Linked DNA regions of Zea mays: region 2 is linked to region 1. The links are chromatin contacts, called in public Hi-C maps. All regions are on one chromosome and are shown on one strand. The core of a region is the stretch at or near the end of the contact, and the rest is flanking DNA. Distances in the headings are between cores, read along the strand shown.

Evidence for each region. Hi-C and Micro-C count contacts between places; a contact is called where the count stands out from the background.
Region 2: a Hi-C map of ear shows a contact between it and region 1, with 2.9 times the contacts expected there. The contact joins the promoter of LOC542693 here to the promoter of LOC100272834 in region 1. A contact is called at or near these places in 6 of 25 Hi-C or Micro-C datasets (bundle sheath, ear, leaf and 2 more).

The regions. Positions count from the first base shown.
Region 1 is chr2:114,128,893-114,131,592 of Zm-B73-REFERENCE-NAM-5.0, reverse strand. LOC100272834 (Pyruvate dehydrogenase E1 component subunit alpha-3 chloroplastic) reads left to right here and starts at 1,436. Exons shown (of 3, transcript NM_001147287.1): 1 at 1,436-1,652; 2 at 2,445-2,700. The coding sequence starts at 2,484.
Region 2 is chr2:114,362,537-114,365,379 of Zm-B73-REFERENCE-NAM-5.0, reverse strand. LOC542693 (Serine/arginine-rich splicing factor RS31A) reads right to left here and starts at 1,546. Exons shown (of 6, transcript NM_001320829.1): 1 at 1,487-1,546; 2 at 1,216-1,367; 3 at 328-440; 4 at 1-6. The coding sequence starts at 1,321.

The sequences.
Region 1 (2,700 bases), core at 187-2,686:
AAATCACCATGGCATCTTTGTGTGGATAATCTTTGAGTTGAAGATCTTCTTCAGAGAATTTAATTGGAATATGAGACCACTTTGATCTAATGTATGACCCTCGAACCCCAACATATTGTACCCTTCTCTGGGATTCTTTCTTCTATTTCTTGTTGCTTGGTTCAAAGCCTGATCCTGTCTACCATCCAGCAGTTCTCGAAAGATTGGAAAATAGAGGTAGTGATAATCATGTTATGGTGCATCTGTAAGTGTAGAAATGGCTGGATTTTTGAAAATGCTCCTCCCACAACACATGGTTGCCAAGCTATGTTCAAGAAGGAAATGCTTCTACTCTGTTTCAGAATGAAGAAAGCAGTGGGAGAGATTAGAGCTTGAGTTCATATATTGTAATATACTAATGTACAGTAGTTGTACACGACATTTTTATTTATATAATTAAAGATACTGCAGGCCCTGCAGTATTACTATTCAAAAAAATGTGAAAGCTTAGGCCTATAAGCCATATGTTGATTATTTTTTAAATGAGATTAAAGATCATCAAATAAATAAGAAACCACCAAAACAACTAGATTTTGTAATGATGCACATACCTCTTTTTTCTAAAATGATCCTCGCAACAAATACTTCCATAGTATATTATTTTTAGTTTGTTAACCCAAACTTCTCGAAAATATACTAATGCGCACACCACCAATAAATACAAAAGGCATGATCCATTCTATGATGGGCTTAATGCAACTATGTTGATATTGTAAGTATTGATATATTATTTTCTGTAAATGGTTCTGAACTTAAAAGAAATTGAAACATCACAACATTTAAAAAAAACTATATAATTTAGAGTGGAGAGAGAGCATTCACGCGTTCTAGTTTGGAAGAAGGGCTTTGTGGTTCTGTGTTCCTGCTTATTTGTAAAACTTTAATTTTGATTCTCTCTTTTCAGCCCTTCCATGTTTAGGTAAAAACATCTCACTTTTGAAAAAAAACGTGTTCAAGAATCTATTCTGTACAAATGCACAACATAATTCCTCACTGGAAATCTGGAATGGAACAACAAGTCAATCGTGCATTCTGTGGCAGACGAACAACCTGACCCCACGTATGCATCGGAAGTTCGGGACGGAGTGACGCACTACACAGACGCGACAAGAGCGAAGGCACAGAGGAGGTGTGCAGCGGTGTGGTGAGCTGAGCTGGGCGGACCCTCCAAAGCCCGAGCGTGAGCGCCATCGTCCACCGAGGCCTTGCCTGCCTGCCTTGTTTCCCCAACCCCCTCGGACCCTCACATCTTCCTCGGTCTCTCCGCCGCCCACCACCTCCCTCCCCCTCCTCTCTTTATACGCCACCGCGGCGGGGCTTCCCCCATCCCTTGTCCGTTCGCTGCATTGCTCCCCTAACCGTTCGGCCAGGAGACAGCGGAGAGGGCAGAGATGGCGGCCGCGTCCTTCACCGCCGCCAAGTTCCTGGCGCCGGTGGCCGCGAGATCCGGCGGAGAGAGGGCGCCCCCGCTCCCCGCCGGCGCCTCGTCCTCCTCCTTCGCCAGGACCCTGCGCCGCGGCGCGGTGCACCACCCGCGCCTGCGCACCGCGCTCGCCGTCTCCTCCGACCTGCTCGCTGGGAACAAGGCCGCGCAGGCCGCCGCCGCGCATCCGGTATGGAATACCTTTTCTACGTTGCTCTCTCCTGTTACTTCAGAGAGAAAAAAGCGATCTTGGGTGCCGACGCAGTGTAAAAACCCGATCTTGGGCGCTCTTTACAGTTTAACTGTGCTGCGCGATTGGATCTCACGAGTCTGAAATTCCGATGAGTGATATGGTTTCTAGTTTAACGACGATTTGGCTGGTTGCATCCCACAGTAGTACTTTGTAGTCGCAATTCGGGATGCATAAGCGTAAATCTCACAAAACTTTACCTCCCAGCTTTGGAATGAAAGGTGAAAGGATATCGTGGCCTCCTGAATTTCATGGTGATGACTCCCCTGTGCTCTAAAAGTGCTGCTGAAGTTGTCTTCTCGCTCTCGGATACTGCTCATTTGTGATCGGATACCTATGAATGGAGACAGTTGTTTAGTTAACATAATGTCACTGATTGACAGCTGAAATTGTAGTTTTCACCACATATTTTTTAATAGATCCACCAGTTAGCTCTGTTCATGCCTGCAGCTGCAAGTCTGATGAGGTATCAGTGTCTTGAGACTCAGGACTGAACTGATACAGTCATACTATCTTCTGTCACCTAGCTTACCTAACTAGTACTCCCTCCGTTTCTTTTTAGTTGTCGCTGGATAGTTCAATTTTGCACTATCCAGCGACAACTAAAACGAAACGGAGGGAGTACTGCTTAGACATGGAAAATGTCTTATTTGTTTTTCTGTTGCTGCAAGTCTGTTCAAGTTGCAGAACACTGTGTTGTGTACGTAATTCATGGTCTATCGTTTTCTCCAGGCGGTTACCCGGGAAGAGGCACTGGAGCTGTATGAGGACATGGTTCTTGGCCGTGTATTCGAGGACATGTGTGCACAAATGTACTACCGTGGCAAGATGTTTGGTTTCGTCCACCTTTACAATGGCCAGGAGGCTGTCTCCACTGGCTTCATCAAACTTCTGAACCAAGCTGACTGTGTTGTTAGCACATACCGTGATCATGTCCATGCGCTGTCCAAGGGTGTCCCGGCACGTTCTGTCATGGCTGAGCTCTTTG
Region 2 (2,843 bases), core at 297-2,796, 230 kb before region 1:
CTCACCCTACATTAAATAATATCACAAAATATATCAGAATGGCACCACTTCCTACAAGAGAATGGTTTCCATTACTTCAAGAAATGGATTATATATCAAACTACAGTTATTGCATTAAAGAAGAAAAGAAACTAATATAAGTCGACGACACGGAATGGTAGTTAATAGAAAAAAAAGATTATTCTGATTTTCTTGTTCCTTAAAATTATTTGATCTATCTCCTATATAAGTGAACTTACCACAGCATGATAACACACAAACATTGGCTAATCAAAGCCAGCTTTACCACTAGGGGTAAGGGTAGAGAGTTCAAGATAAAGGAATTACCCGTGACCACTCTACTGAAAGCCTGCGTCTGCCAGGGCCAAATGGATAACCATCAAGAGCCCGTATAGCATCATTGCCATCACGTTCATCCTCAAAGTAGACAAAAGCATAGCCTACAGATGTAAACGTGCAAGTCAGAACGATGAAAATTAATAACAAATGTCTAAACAATCACGAGAATAGTTGCACCTCTGTTTTTACAATTAACAACTCAACACATGAGTATACCCAAGCCTAAAATAATCAGAAATGTACTGCACCTGCATAGTTCTGATGGTATGAAGAGCACTAGAGTGGTAGATTCCATTCATGATAAGACCTAAGCATGGTGTTGAACAACTTATATCCAAAGTAAGAAAGAATGACCGGAGACATTGGACATGCTTCGCCATAAATAGAACTCTTGCTTATCAATGTAGTACACATAGCATGTTGTCATGTTGGTGATACTTCTAGTCGTGGCATGGTAAGGCATGATGGTACTGATGGCACGATCCCGCTAAACATGCTCGAGCAGCAGTAACAGTTTGCATCAGGGCACATGAACAGATGGTTTCAAGTGAAGGAAATGATGGCCAGGTTATTGAATGGAAGGAGTTGAAGAGCCCTGGGGAAGCTATGTTTTGCCCTGGTAGTTCCTGCGCCAGAGTAAAGATTTAAACATCTGTGCCTGCAACTGCAGTTACATCGCATGGAGCAGCACAACAACCGCAAAGTATCAGAGTATCTTACTCCACCACCTTTTTTTTCTTCAATTCGTTGAAATTTAAACATGAAGATATACCAAGTGGCTAGGTACACAATAAGATGAGATCGAATCTAAAACCGGCCGAAGACGAAGATAAACAAGGGGGTGGGCAAAAGGAGGGAATGCAAGGGCAGGCAGACCTGACTTGATGTCGATGCGCTCGACCCTGCCGTAGCGGTAGAAGAGGCGGTCGAGCTCCGAGTGGCGGGTGTCATAGTCCAGGTTCCCCACGAAGACCGGCCTCATCTTGGCTGCCGGCGAGTTGGCGACAAACAAATCCCCGCAGAAAACCCTACGAACAAACCAAACGGTGAGCGGACCGGTCCCTGGGCTGGGGTTTCGCCGAGCAACGAATGATCCACGATGGGGAAATAAGAGATCATGTATAGGAGGAGCAGGAGAGAGGAATACCTCCGGTGTCGTCGCGTCGCGTCCCGCGGACGAGTGGAGAGGAAAAGAGGCGGCGACCTAGGGTTGCGGTGCTTCTCTTCTCTCCTGCGGCTCGGCTATGAACTGGACTACTTTTACCTTTGAGCCTACATGATTTCCAACCACCTGTGGCCCAGCTAGGCCTGCGTCAAAATGGCCTCGGATGGGCTGCACACTCATAGTTGATTTCACCTTGCTCGTTGCACAGTGGCAGACGCTGGTGTGTTGGCGATGATGGCAAACCTGAATAACCGATAGATTTTAACCGAAGATGTATATAGAATGAATTTTTTATCCATGGATATGTGTTGGTGTCTTTTTGTCACCAAACACTATAATAAATCGTCTGGCGGTACTTGGCACCTTTATATGATATAGGGTCAAATAAAGTGGTTATCCTAAATGTGGGGCAACACATCTATGATGATCACCACTTATTTGAGACCAAACAGCAACGAACCCTAGGACCTTCTCGTGATGAGCAATACCTTGGGTTCGGCTCCGCGAGGTGAACAGTGGTGGCGGTCTGCGACGGGTCGCGAGGTCGCCTGGCAGTGCTCACTGCGGGGGCGCGGACGGTCCGCGCCTCTGGGCCGGACGGTCCGCAACCTGGCGGCAGAAGCGGCGCCTTCTCTGCGCGCAGTCCGGACGGTCCGAGCTCTGGGCCGGATGGTCCGCGATTGCGCAGGGTCATCTTCTTCTCCTCGTATGACCTAGATCTCGTCCCATGGGGGAGAGACCTTAGGGTGCTCCGGGTCAGCAGGTCACCTGGGGCATCTCCAGATGACGTAGAGTCGCCTAAAAATTAAGAGATCAATTCGAGGAAGAGATCTTGATTGAAGTAGACGAAGTAGATCTTGTCCCTCAGGAGGGGTAAAGATCATAGGGTTGTCCTGGGGTCGGCAGGCCACCCCAGGACAGATCTAGACGACGTAGAGTCGAATAGGGGTGGGGTGGATATGCGCAATGCTACAACTAGAACTACGCTACATCTACTCCTAGAATAAGAAAAGTAAATAAAGTAACTGGTTCGATTGAAATGTGTTCATGTGTTCTCAATCGGTCGTACCCCTTTATATTTATAGAGAAGGAGGTCTAGACCTTTTCCTAATAGATAGCCAACAACTCTCACGTGATTAGATGGATAACCACGCACGAGATAAGGATAAACACCCGAGTTAATCTAATCTCGGGGCACGTGGACTGTCCGGGCCCAAGGGCCGGACCGTCCGCTCAATTTGGATCTCAACATATGCCCCCCTGCCTTTTGGTGGAGCTTGGCGAACTAAAAGCACTAGCGAAAACCTCGGAAACAATTGACTTCATGAGCTACTTTGTT